Linked DNA regions of Pan troglodytes: region 2 is linked to region 1. Evidence: chromatin contacts called from public HiChIP or PLAC-seq data. All regions are on one chromosome and are shown on one strand. The core of a region is the stretch at or near the end of the contact, and the rest is flanking DNA. Distances in the headings are between cores, read along the strand shown.

The links. HiChIP or PLAC-seq counts read pairs in DNA pulled down with a chosen protein or histone mark.
Region 2: a contact with region 1 is called in an H3K4me3 HiChIP or PLAC-seq map of stem cell-derived excitatory neurons, with 5 times the contacts expected there. The contact joins the promoter of PTCH1 here to the promoter of ERCC6L2 in region 1. A contact is called at or near these places in 1 of 7 Hi-C or Micro-C datasets (stem cell-derived neural progenitor cells), 1 of 1 datasets of contacts at active chromatin or transcription factors (stem cell-derived excitatory neurons) and 1 of 1 other capture datasets (stem cell-derived neural stem cells).

The regions. Positions count from the first base shown.
Region 1 is chr11:42,633,894-42,641,094 of NHGRI_mPanTro3-v2.0_pri, forward strand. ERCC6L2 (ERCC excision repair 6 like 2) reads right to left here and starts at 2,147. Exons shown (of 19, transcript XM_054658300.2): 1 at 1,170-2,147. The coding sequence starts at 1,215. LOC107976725 reads left to right here and starts at 915. Exons shown (of 3, transcript XM_063787654.1): 1 at 915-1,389. The coding sequence starts at 915.
Region 2 is chr11:42,982,683-42,989,500 of NHGRI_mPanTro3-v2.0_pri, forward strand. PTCH1 (patched 1) reads left to right here and starts at 5,514. Exons shown (of 24, transcript XM_016961227.4): 1 at 5,514-6,010. The coding sequence starts at 6,008.

The DNA of each region.
Region 1 (7,201 bases), core at 897-3,396:
AAATGGAATCTCTCAGTATCCAAACTACAGAACAACTGCTTAAATTGTTAAGATTTCCTGTTGGATTTAACAGGGAAATGGGTTAAGTCTCCTATAATTTAATGAGTCGAAATCATTTGTTTTGGTTTAAACTAATTACCAACTCAACTCATTCTGGTGATAGGGTCTCTCTCTCCCTCTTTCACTCCAAAGGCCTCCTCAAGCATTCCTCAAGGGTGTTCCCACCTCGGGGCCCTGGAGCTTTCTGCTCCTTCCACCAATTTCCCTAAATACCAAGAGTGACTAGATTTATCAAAAGGAATGAGCCTCCCAGTCACAATATCCACTCGGCAGCTTCATCTATTTTTAGCTGCCAGTCTCCTATAGGTATTTATATGTTTGGTCCCTGAATTACAGCGTCATCAATTCCTAGACCTCAGAATTCAGGCTTGTAACTTGCCCTCTCTGAGCTTTATCTCTGAATTCATCTATTTAATGAGATCGATATCTTCCTCAAAGGAAAGCAAGTAAACAATCAGCATATTGCTGGGCTCAGGAAAATCACTCAATACCTGGTAGCTTTTGTTATACAGCACAATTATTAATGAAAACTACTCATTTGGGTGCCAGAAGGCATCCCAGGTGACTTGTGGTAGATAATCACACCTTCTTTAAACCTCCTATTTAAGGCAGAATATAATGCCCTGACTCAATAGGCAATAAAACTCAATTGAACTAAATATCTCAACCTTCATTTATCTACTTACAACAAACTTCTGCCATTCACTAACAACTGGGGCATACAAGAATAAATAATGAAAATAACATTTACTGAGTGCTTAATATGGGCCAGACGCGGGGTCACATAAATACTTTGCGTATTCCCCACGTCATTTAATAATCGCAAAAACCTAGTAACGAACCCAGTTTTACAGATGAGGAGCCTGCCCAAAGTTGCTCAGCAAGTAACTGTCAGAGGCAGCTCTAGATCCCAGGGGCTGACTCCCGAGTCTACGTTCTCAACACTGAATCGGAGATTTGGTTCCAGGCCTGGAGGGGTTCACAATCTGCAGCTGTCACTGAAGAGGATCTACAGGGCAAAACCCCAACCCGAAGGGCACCGGCACGAACTGGTCCAACGCGACGCAGTACACAGGCCTCTGCGTAAGGGGCGAGCGCGGAGCTGGTACCTTTGCCAGAGGTTTCCGCGCGGGGCTGTGGCGCCGACGGATCCATCCGGCCAGGGGGAGGGGCCGAGCCCGGCTGCACGTAACACCCGGAAGGCGGCGGAGGACAGCAAGGTGGCTGGCCGGCAGGCCAATGGCGGCCAACGCTACTTCCGGCCGCCCTCCGAGCATCGCTCTTCGGCAACCCGAAGCCACAGGATGGAGGAGGGGGATCCCAGCAAAGGTAGCGACTAAGGGGACCCAAGCAGAACGGGAGGGCGACGTCCGGAGCGGCGGCAGAGCCAGGGGACGCTGTGTGAGGCTGGCAAAGCGGTGTTCACCTAGTTCTCTCGGGCTCCGCCGCCGCGGGAGGAGGACAGGAGGCCGGCAAGGCGACCCCCGAATCTTCCTAGGCTCTGACCTCCGTCTCCTAACCCCCGCAACTTCCAACCCGGTCTTGGAAAATCCCGCGAGAACGGGCTCCCGAATTGTCATTGGGATCTCGCGAGAACGAAATCTTCCTTTCTGTGGGCGGAGCAATCTTCCCGATGTCTCTCCCCTCTGAGGCCTGTAGCAGGAAGGGCCGCGGGAGTTGCGAGTGTCGCGAGGTTTGAGGTCGCTCGGTGGGCCGGGCGCTGTGCGAAGCTAGAAATAACTGGGGGCATTGAGAATGCGGTGGCTGTAAAGGGCCGCTGAGGCGGTGGAGGCCTGGCAGAGGGCGGCCCCGCGGTCGCGGCTTCTGGCTTCTCTGTGGAGCTTGGTTCTTCCGTGGTGGTGCAGCACCCCAGGAACTTCAGGAACCAGTGCTTCCTTGGAGAGCTCCCCGGGACAGCCACGGGGGCCAAGTGAAACTAGCGCGTTTTCTTGGATCCTACACTTTATAGTGAATCATAAATACTTTAAATACAAAGCCAACATTTGCTGCAAATAAACGTAAAAATACTGTTAAAGTGTAAAGTGTTTTCCTCCGTACCGTCTGACGTTTCTGGCGGTTCGTTGAACGCGGGAGAACGCTGAGCCGTCTGCACTGAGCCCGGGAGCATCTTCAGGGCAGCGCCGCCCACGCGCGAGGTGAATGAAGGACACGGCCTCTTGACACTCCCAGGCAGCACAGATAGACGGATCCGTAAGTGGCTCCCGCGCATGTTAAAATTTGTATACTGTAAGGTATTTCATGGATTGAGTGAAATACCTGACAGGGCCTGTATCCGTTCCCTATTGCCACAATAACCAATAACCACAAACTTTGTAGCTTGAAACAGCACAAATGTATCATCTGACAGACAATGCATTTATTATCTCACGGTTCTGTAGATCAGAAGTGCTACCTGGGTGTCACCCGGGCTGCACTCTTTTCTGGTGACTCCACAGGACAATCCTTAGCTTGCCTTTGCCAGCTTCTGTCCACATTCCTTGGCTTTGGTCCCTTCCTCCATCTTCAAAGCCAGTGATATGCCATCTCTCTGAACCTTCCGTCCTCAAGTCTACCGCTGATTGCAGCTGGAAAAGATTCTGAGGGCTCACCTGAGTAATCCAGGATCATCTTCCCATTTCCAGGTCTCTGCCCTTGATCACATCAGCAGAATCCTTTTGCCATGTAAGCTAATATATTCACGAATTCCGGAGATTAGGAGATAAACATCTTTGGGGGATCATTATTCTGCCTACGTAGTGTCTTAAGAAAACAATATGGCTGTTTGCAAATAGATCTCAATTCTATGGCAGATACTAAAACCTAGTAGTATGTGTTCATAAAATGCTTCATTTAAAATATCACTTGTTTGCTTACCGGCAGGCAATAACTTTAAGCCTAAATGAAACATCTAACTCAGCCATCTATGTGTGAGTTGTTGGCCAGATCACTTCTCCGTGTTTTATTGTACTCACCTATCACCATTACAGTGAAGCTAATAATAGTAAACTACCTAAAAATGGTAATTGTAAAAAATTAGATAATTAAGTAAAACTCCTAAAACAGTGGCTGGTCATAGTAAGGAATATATGTGTTGTTATTACTATTATTATCAATGGAATGCATCCACTTGAAAGTTGCATTCTACATAGCCATTATGTCAGTTTAATATTTTGGCTAATAGGCCGGGCGCGGTGGCTCATGCCTGTAATCCCAGCACTCTGGGAGGCCAAGGTGAGCGGATCATGAGGTCAAGAGATCGAGACCATCCTGGCCAATATGGTGAAACCCCGTCTCTAATAAAAATACAAAAATTAGCTGGGCGTAGTGGCACATGCCTGTAGTCCCAGCTACTCAGGAGGCTGAGGCAGGAGAATCGCTTGAACCCGGGAGGTCTATAGAGGTTGCAGTGAGCCGAGTTCGCGCCACCGCACTCTAATCTGGCGACACAGCGAAAAACACTACTAATTATAATTGTAATTCTTGATTCTGACATGCACCCTGATATTGGAAATCTTAAAATCTAGAAAAATCTGCTGCTTGTTTTTGATGGATTATATCTCTTTTCACATTGTCTCTAAAATCAAAATGGCAAATTGAAATTTTAATCAAGCTTCTTTTTTTCCCCTACAACTACCAGGGAAGAAGTTTGATTTTTTTTCCCCTCTCTGAAATGACTAGTTGTGTAATTTTGTCTTATTTTTCCAGAGGTCCATTGAGTTAAGATGTAGCTCTTGACAGAGCTGACCTCTTAATAGAAGTGATAAGCAAATTCAGAAATAAATTTTGATTTAAATGGAAGGTATCATCTGGTTGAAGGAATACCCTTGTGACTAACAAAAGAGGAGGATACCTCATTTTCTGAGTGTTTATTATTTAACCTCACTGCTGTACTTACAGTGTATACTGAAGCAGAAATAATCATGACATGAAAATATGTCCTAGTGAACTAGTTGCCTCATAAAGTTAGACATTCTCAAATATTCCTTCCCCCAGTAGCTTTTGTCTTTGCATTGACATCCTTGTCTAGGTGCTGATATTGTGAACATCTAACGCTGTCAGACCAGTCACTTCAAAGTTAAACTGAATATCTTGTAAAATATTAAGGAATTCCTGTAGTTAATATGTGTGATGTTGGATAAATCACATGAATGAACTGACTCACATACAAAACTTTTGGCAAAGGAGGATCTAGCAAAAATTAAGCCAATTAAAACTACAAAAGAGAAAAAAATAACACAGATGGTGATAACACAGGCATTTCAAAAGAGGCTCATGGAAGGATGATTAAACCCACCAATAATTTGCCAAAAAATAGTCTCTCTTTATCTTCACACTGCAAAAGTCAAATATATATCTGTATGTGGTTGACAGATCTCCAGAATTGTGAGTTAATCTAGCAAAAAGGCTCCAGAAAAAAATAGATATGAAACTCTAAGACAACACAAGAAATTAAGTCTTTCGAGTTTTAGGTGATTTTAGGTTGCAGCATTTCTCCCTTCATACGTCGTTCCAGCCAATAAGGAAGCAAAGATGAGTGAAGGCAAGAGAAAGGAGATAAAATAGACCTGTCCTTCCTTGCCACAAATAACCTAAATCTTAAAGTTTAAAACTCAACGTTGCACAACAGTGTGAACATACTTAACACTATTAAACCGTACACTTAAAAATGGTTAAGAAGGTACATTTTATATAATATGTTCTTTCTTATCACAATTTAAAAAGCAAAACACAACAAAAAAGCTCCGGCCAAAGAAAGGAAAATTTGAGGCTTGAATGAGGTATAGTGAAAGATATATAGAGTCAGTGTTAGAAGTATGTCATGGTCCCATATAATGCATATCATTACACCTTGAATATTCACCAACACCATTTTTACTTCTTAGACTCAATAAATAGACTCAAATAATAGAACATTTAATACCTCATGTCAGATAAGTATAAAAATCCTGCAACAAAACACCAAGAAATACTGGTTGAAACATGTTTATAAAAACTCTCAAAATATAAAAGCGAATGCTTATACACTGTTGATGGGAATGTAAATTAGTACAACCTCTATGGAAAACAGTATGGAGATTTCTCAAAGAACTAAAAGTAGAATTACCATTTGATGCACGAATCCCACTACTGAGTACCCAAAGGAAAATAAATCATTATATTGAAAAGACACCCACACTTGTATGTTACCACAGTAAAGTTCACAATAACAACGTCATGGAATCGATCTAAGTGTCTATCAAGAGATGACTGGATAAAGAAAATGTGGTATATAAACACCATGGAATATATTGCAGCCATAAAAAAAAAAAAGAATAAAACCATGTCTTTTGCAGCAACATGGATGGAGCTGGAGGCCATTATCCTAAGTGAAATGACTCAGAAACAGAAAATCAAATACCACGTGTTTTCACTTAAAAGTGGGAGCTAACTAATAGATACATATGGACATGCAGAAGGAAATAATAGACACAGAGGACTCCAAAAGTGGGTAGAATGGGAGAGAGGTGAGGGTTGAAAAATTATCTGTTGGGAACAACTTTCACTCTGAGTGACGGGTACACTAGAAGTGCAAACCTCACCATTATGCAATATACCCATGTAACAAGCCTGTACTGTACCCTCTGAATCTATAAAAATTTAAAAAATAAAAAAATCTCAAAATGCATAGCTGAGCTTTCAAGAAGTACATGAAATACTCATAGATCAAAAATAAGGAAGGAACTGAAAACTAGTTTATTAAGATGGCACTTATACCACTCCTTTCCTGGACACATTTGTCTGGCTCAGTTACAAAAAGGTCTGAATTTTCACAGGCTTGTGGGAGCAGAAGACATGGTCTTAAGCTCCCACAAGGTCCCACATTGAAACTGAGCCTCCCATTTGAAATCAGAAAGCTTGAAAGGTAACATCCTTAGTGAAATGGTGAGCTAGAAGAAAAAAGTCTGGATAGCAGAAAAGGAGGATGAAGAGGGATTTGTCTGCCTTGGCATGGGATTTTTGAAGGGGTATTCTTAATTCCCTCTGAAATTTTGAAACCACAGCTATGCCCTCAAATTTAGGATTTGAATGTATACAATCTGCGTTACCTAAGAAACTCCAAGCCAAGATAATAGCATAATGTAGTGCCTGGTTAACTGCATCTAGGTTGCTAGAAAGAAGCATGCACATCCTGGCCTGGCCCTTGTTCCTTGTTTTTGTCTCTTTTTCCAAATCATCCCTAAAGAAGTTGGAAGCAGCTTAGGAAGTAGGAGAGGAAGGTGAGGCATAAATCATATAAAAGAAGCAATCACCCCCACATTTTCCCCTGCCAACCACTTGCCTGTACCAAGTGTGAGCTCTGAAAGGAGAAGTCTTTAAGGTTAAACAAGTGTTGAAGTCTTAATTTTTTTTATTACATGGACTTTACCAAACTGACTTTTTGTTTGTCTCTTTTTAGTGGCTAGAAGTGACCCCAGGATTTTTTTATTATCAAGAGAGACTAGAAGAATCATGAGACTTTTCCTAGTTGCCTTTCAAGAATACGAAGAAAAAAATGGTTCTCAAAGTGTGTTTGAATGAGTATTGTTCCAATAAATGAACTTATATTCATATTTCATCCCCTGAGTCCTGGTGTTTCAACATCCGTTAGAACTGAATAATCATACTGCATATCAAAGTTTGTGGGAAATTTCTAAAGTGTAAAAAATGCTTATATTGAAAAAGAAGAAAAGCTGAAAATTAATTGTGCTTCCAACTTAACTTTAAAAAAGGACAACAAGCTAATCCTAAAGAAACTAGAATAAAAGGAAAAAATAAACAAGTTAAAGAGTAATTTTAAAAAACACAATAGAAATGATCAACGAAGCCAAAAGTTGATTCTTTGAAAAGATTAATGAAGTAGGCAAACCACTGGTGAGATGAATCAAGAAAAATAGAGAAAAGACTCAAATAAACATTAGGAATGGAAAATAGGGCAATGCTAAAGAGAATTCAAAGATCAGAAAAATATGGGAGTACACTAAAAACGATTTCATGCCCAAGTGTTCAAATCTATATTGCCTTTAAAAATATATGAAAAAGGAGTCGGACACTGTGGCTCATGCCTATAATCCCAGCACTTTGGAAGGCTGAGGTGGGTGAATCACAAGGTCAAGAGATCAAG
Region 2 (6,818 bases), core at 4,264-6,763, 350 kb after region 1:
CCTGACTCAAAAAAGAAAAAAAAAAAAAAGAAAAGAAATTTCAACACAGACACCCATAGAAGATCAAGCAAGGGCACAAGGAGAGAGGCCTCAGGAGAACCCAACCCTGCCGACACCTTATTCTTAGACTTCCAGCCTCCAGAACTGTGAGGAAAATTCAGTATCTGCGTGTAAGCCTCCTAGTCTATGGGATTTTGCTATGGCAGCCCCAGCAAACTCACACAGGTAGAGAAGAAGGCACTGAGCCTGGGATATGGATGGCAGGGCAGGGCCAGCCCAGACCCAAGCTCCCACCTCCCACACTACAAGAAACCGGCCTCAGTCAACAGCTGGTAACACATCCTTTCCACCTCACAAACACAAGGAATGCCACTGTCTGGATATATGTGAGAACGATCTTCAGAGCCACCAACTGATCCCGCAGATGGCTGGCTGGGTGTCCCCCAGGGCACAGCCTAATGAAAGGACTGTTGGAGGCTCAGCTTCTCCCACATGGCTCAAACTTGCTCCCTTTTTAGGAGTCTGCTTTACACAACTTCTTTCACAAATGGAGTGGATATAAACTTTGACTCACCCCTCCAAATTTTCAATCACGTAACATAATTCAGTTCTGCACCTTCTGCCACCAATCTCAATGGAAACAAGTGATGAATGCCTAGTTGCAACAATGCAGAATGTGTAAGCAGCAACTTTCATCAGATGGAGGCTGTCATTCATATTCACGACATTTAATCTCTTTATTCAGGGCCTCTTAGGTCCAGGTAGATCCTCATGATAAATTTTGGGAACCTACTTGATCGCAGTGGGCTATGTCTCCCGGCACTGACCCATCACCCTCACCACCAGCCACCCTGGCCACACCTGCCTCCCACAGTTGACCAGGCCCCTTGGCATTTCATTTTCTCAGCACGTTCTTCGTTTACAAGGCTGCCCCTGCAGGTCTTCTACATATGGGAAGGTCATCACTGGATGAATAGGAGTCAGTTTGTATGTGTACCTCTGTTGGAGGAAGAGCAACTTGAGTAAGTATTGTTTTTTGAGGTGAGAGTTCCACAGGTATCTATCTCTCTGTTTCTTCTTGTCCTGAAATTATCATCTGATTTTTCGAACACCTCCAACTGCCTTCCTACTCCTCAGCAATGGGGTCCGACAAAGCCTGTATTCCATAGTATTCCAGGTTTTACTCCACCCCCTCTGTTTCCAAGCTGTATGTTCTGGTGTTTCTATTCATACAACATCATCGCCTTTTCTGTTTTGCAATCCTATTTTCTTTCTTTTTGTTGTTTGTATTTAAACAATTCCTTTGTTTCAACTCAAGTTATCTTCAATTGTTCATTGGGTCTAATTCTATGTTGTAACAAACACCTTTAAATATTTCTTACCTCTCCAGTCCCCAAAGCCCTAATTCTGAGAGTTGATTTGGCTTGTGAATATCCTCCCACAAGGAAGAGGCCAGGATAGGGAGTGAGGGGGGGCAGTCATTTTAGAATTGAAATCCCCACATTGAGCAAGAGTACTTTTATGAAAGCTTGTGAGGATCTGTCTGATCCAGAATCAAAGACTGACCACGCCTAAGGTGTGGCCAGTGTGGTATGGCCACTGACCATGTGCAAGAGCAGCATTCATCTTGAGGTGGAGAGCTCCTTAAATGTGGGCAAATGTTTCTTCTGAACCCTCAATTACTCATTTGAAAGCCTTCCAATTGCTGGAGGTTACCGTGAGGGAGGAGATGAATGGAAACTCTTAGGCACCCATTTTTATTGGGAGCCAGAGAAGAGGGGAGCTTAAAATGAAGAATGTGTGAACACATGTATGCATGTGCAAGTGTGTGTATAAGTGTGTATGTTGATGGTACAAGAGTAACACTGGGCCAGGCACGGTGGCTCAGACCTGTAATTCCAGCACTTTGGAAGGCCAAGGTGGGCGGATCACAAGGTCAGGAGATCAAGACCATCCTGGCCAACATGGTGAAACCTCATCTCTACTAAAAATACAAAAATTAGCTGGTGTGGCGGTGTGTGCCTGTAATCCCAGTTACTCGAGAGGCTGAGAATTGCTTGAACCCGGGAGGTGAAGGTTGCAGTGAGCCAAGATTGTGCCACTGCACTCCAGCCTGGTGACAGAGCGAGACTCCATCTCAAAAAACAAAAACAAAAACAAAGAGTAACACTGTATCTCCAGTAGCAACAATATTCAGAAAGACAACCTCGCCTATGCATACTCATTGTGGTCTGTTTTCAGTCGGTTTCAGGCCTGTTTCAAAAGTCCTATTGTCCTGTCTTCCAATGCCCCCTAAATCTCCATCTGGCCCTGCCCTGAAATCTTCAACTTTGGAATTATTCTTCTGTGTATGGCTCTAAAAGTCCAAGTTAACCAGCAAAAGTATTGTCTAGTAGCCTCATCAGCCATTAATACCTTGATGCCAATTGGCTTATCAGACTGGGAAGACTTGGAGCTGAGTGTTGTCTGGTAGCCTTGTGTGCCATTAACACCTCCATGCCAATTGACTTAGATTGGGCAGCACTGGAGCTGGTTTTTGGGAAGTGGGGAGACATAAGCAACTTTAGAAGTGTGGAGGCAGCTGTTTGATGAGAGAGGGCCCACCCTGGTGGGAGTCTCAGAGAACCACTAGAAGGTAACACATAAGGGTGTTGAGTCCCTGACCCCCAACCAGAACCTATATCATTGACTTAATGCTTCTAGCATCTGAGAGTGGAGAGAAGAGAGGCACAGCACTGACATAATCTGCGAAGATTGATTTCAAAGGAAGGAAAAGACAGACAGGTTGCTTTTGGGAGACGTTACATGGAAAATGTTTATTTAGAAACAGAATGCTTGTTCCCTGGTGCTGCAAAGAAACAGCACTCGAACATAAATTTAATTCTCTCAGCAAGGCCATTATTACTTTCTGCAGAAAGGGTGCTCATTGGAGATGAAACAATGTGACAGCACACCTGAACAAAGGAGGGAAGCAATTTTTATCCCTTACATAGTTTGTCCCTGAGACTGTGTCCTGTCTCCATTGGCTGGAGCCAGACCTCACAATCTAAACTAAAACCAGATTGGCTAACAGTTTAAAACTTTTCTAAATAGGTAAAAGTAATGGAAAGACAAAGGAAAACAGGAAGTTGCTTGTGCCATACAGGGAAGGGCCATAGGCTGCCAGCTGGAACTTGCCTGTGAGCATGTCCAGCATAAATATCTTGGTTACGGTACAAGGACATAGAATGTACTATGTGCCTGTGAGCATGTTTAACAGCTACATACGACAGGGCTTAACAAAGAGTTATTAGCACAAAGCAAGGAGGCTTGAAGGAAGTTAGTTTTTAAAAGAAACTATTATTTTTAACACTTATGATTTATTCTTTAACAAGAAGGGAAGGGGAAACTTTGAAGAGGAACTTTTTACATTCTACAAGAGAGAACATTTCAAGCGGCTTCCCTCCTTCCTATACTTGTACGTTTTAACACCAGATTTTCTACTCCCTGCCTCATTATGCCACTCCTGCCCAACTCTAAGTACTTACACTCTTGTACAAAACAAACTTGTCTTTGCTCCCAATTGTAAAGCCTTGGACTAAGATAAGACTCATATGAACACATTCAGTCCTAACTAAGGGACAGCGTAGACCACCAGGACCACAAAGACTGGGTAGTTCTGTCGTCCTCCTGTCTGCACACTCAACAAAGGCGATTTCCTAGAAGCCCAGGTAGCTTTAGGGCTCCTCCCTGCCCAGGCCACTTCAAGGCCCTGTACTTAATTTTGTGTTTGCAGTTTTGAGTTGCTAAAGAAGCTCCCCCCTCCCCCTTCACTCTGAAAGCTGCCTAAGTCCTAGGCCACACAAAACTAGTGTCCACTCTTGAGTATCAGCCTTGGCCACCACTCAGCAGGAGCATGTAGCCAAGTGTGCTTCCATGAGGGTCTTCATTTTAACTAGAAAAAGCAAACTCCTCAAGTTCTGCTGGAATTTTCCTAGCAACTGTATATTGTGGGCCATTTAAATGCCCTTTGTCAGCTGTTTCTCTTTTTTCTTATCCCCCTTTCTCCCTCATATTCTAGACCCCTCTATTTGGAGATTATGTATACCTTCCTGTTCGTAACCCCACTCACATTTATAGATAAACAGGGCCCTTTGATATGACACCAAAAGACAGGGGGAAGTGTTTCGAAGGGAAATGTTGGGTTTTTCGTTGTTGTTGTTGTTACAACTATTGTGACTTTTAGAATCCATGGTCAGCCAATATGCATTTGAGTCCATTTTTGACTGAAGTCACTGGTATGAAAATGACCTTCTGGACCAGCCAAATTCACAGGGCTGCCCCCCTTCTAATGCTTAATTACTTAACGTGTCTCAAACACATACATTCTGGAAACTCAAATGACTCTGCTCAAGAATGGCTATGTCATCTTTGTGGGAGGGAGATCCCAAAACTCCTAGGATGATTATTATTATTTAATAACACATGGGGCACCTCTTCTACCCCCGCCCCGCCCCCCCCCCCCCCCCCCCCGCCCCCAACACACACACACCTAATCACACTGTCAGCCCAGAATGAAGTGAGAAGAGTCTGGCTTTATTTCAAGACCAGCTAGTCAGCTCTTCAGAGCTGCAGTAAATGTTCTCACTCCCTCTACCCTGCCCTTGTATCTGTAATTCATCTTTATTCATAATGTGGCCCATTTAAAGACGCAGCGTGTGAAACACCGTCTACCAGCGGCGGGGTTGAGCAGATAAAATGTCAGACATTGTAGCGGGGGCGCTCCCGAATAGAACGCTTCAGTCTTGAGCGAGAGCAGGGTTATCAGCGCGACCCACCAGCTCCTAGGTTTAGGCCAGTCACCCAAGGCCGCCTGGCACAGGACGGCACAGTAGGTGGGAGCATTTGGGTGGCATACCCCAGAAACCACAGGAATCAGAAGAGAAAGGGAGCAAATGTCAATCCGTGATTCTTCGGACCAGCTACCAATCTTGGTTTCCAAGGGACGCCACCTTGGTCTCTTTCAGAAGAAACGGCTTCCGAGGGACCGACAGGAATCCGCACACATCTCGTGCTGAAATTTCCCCGGGAAGGCGCTGTGATCTGTCCGGTTTTCCTGCTCCCCGCCTCCCTGGCGGCCCGTAGGCCTGTCATCTAGAAGGCTCCCAGCTTTTCCGCGCTTCCGTGGGAATGCGAGAAGGAAAGCCTTTGAGAATGCAAGCATGAAAGGTGGTGTTCTTCTGCAGTCCTCTGGGAACCCCCCACTTCCCGGAGCGCTGAGGATGCTAAAAGGAGCTTCCTTGCTTCCCCACACCTCCCCCGACCGGCATTGGGACAAGATGGCCAAATGTTAGCAAATAATGTTTGCGGGGGCGGGGGAGCCGAGCACAAGGTGGAGAAGCCGCGGGAGCGCGCGGAGACCCCCAGCCCGGCGGCCCCCAGCAAACACGGCCGCGGGGGGCGGGGAGAGGGTGGCTAGGTTCGCGGGAGCTCGCCGGGCAGGGCGCCTCCCAGGAAGGCGGGGAGGGGAGCGCCTGTTTACCCAGGAGGGCTGTGCTGATAGCACGTTCCTCGAGTTTACTTTGCTTTCCTTGAGTTTATTGTAAAGGGGTAAAGTTTTCGGATCCGTCACGTGACCCTGACAGGTCCTGCCTATGGCGCGGCAGACCACCCACGCCGAGGGCCATGGAACTGCTTAATAGAAACAGGCTTGTAATTGTGAGTCCGCGCTGCACTCCGCCGAAAGCCTCCGGCGGCCCAGCGCGCCGGGGTTTTTACACTTTCCGTTCCTTTTGTAAAGACGGAGGAGGAGAAGAAGAAGAAAACGGAGGAGAAGAAAAAGACGACAGGGGAGACAAAGAGACCCGCAGCGACAAGGCAAGGGGGAGACGAGGGAAGACTGGGAGAAGACGGAGGAGCGGAGGACGAGGAAAGGGGGGCCAGGGAAAAAAAAGGAATTGATGTGAAATCCAAGCCCAGCGTCCGCGCCATCGGCACCCGCGCTCCGAGCAGGGGTTGACGGCCGGCTATGGTGAGTGCAGCCAGCGCGGCGGCCGCCGACGCCACCTCGCCCTCGCGCGCCGTGCTCCTCGGGCGGCGCGGGGACACGGGGACGCGGGACGCCCCGCGCGGCGGACGGAGGAGCGAGCCCCGAGCGCCGGGCAGGAGGGGCGGGCCGCGCGCAGGGGCCGTGGGGCCGGGTGGGCTGCGCCGCCTGGGCGCGGGAGCGCGGGTCCCGCGCCTCCACGCTCGCTCGCACGCCCGGGCCCCCGCCCCCGAGGCCAGCCCCGCGTGGCGGGGAGGGGGCTGGCCGCGGCGGGCCCCGGCTGAGGAACGGCTCCGGGGGGAATTCTCACGGAGGGGGTCGCCGGAGCTCCCATTTTCACGCCTGAAAGGGTCGCCACCTTGGCTTCCGCTCATCAGCCTGGTGGTGGCTACTGACTCGCCAGCGGAGGCAGAGCTGGTGATGGAAGGGCTGGTGCGGAGAGTGACAGCGCCGAGGGGAGGGGGCTCAGAGCGCGCGCGCGGAAGCCGCTGCCGCCAGCTCGCGGGAGCAGCCGCAGCCGCAGGGAAGGGCACGCTCGCGCCCCGCAGACCCGCTCTCGAGCCCGCACGCACGCCTAGGGGTGCGGGACACCCGGGCTAGAAGAGACGCACCTTACCCACCTCCCCTCCCATGCTGCGGGAAAAGGGCCAGAGAGGCTTTTGGAGTTCTGGAAGGGGCGGTGGGTAAGAGAGGTGGTGTGTGTGACTCTTATGCCCACCGATTCAGGCGCTTGGGTGGCTGCCACCCTTACAGAGATGGGCGACCAGCCCAGTGCTTAGAGTGCAGAGTGCGG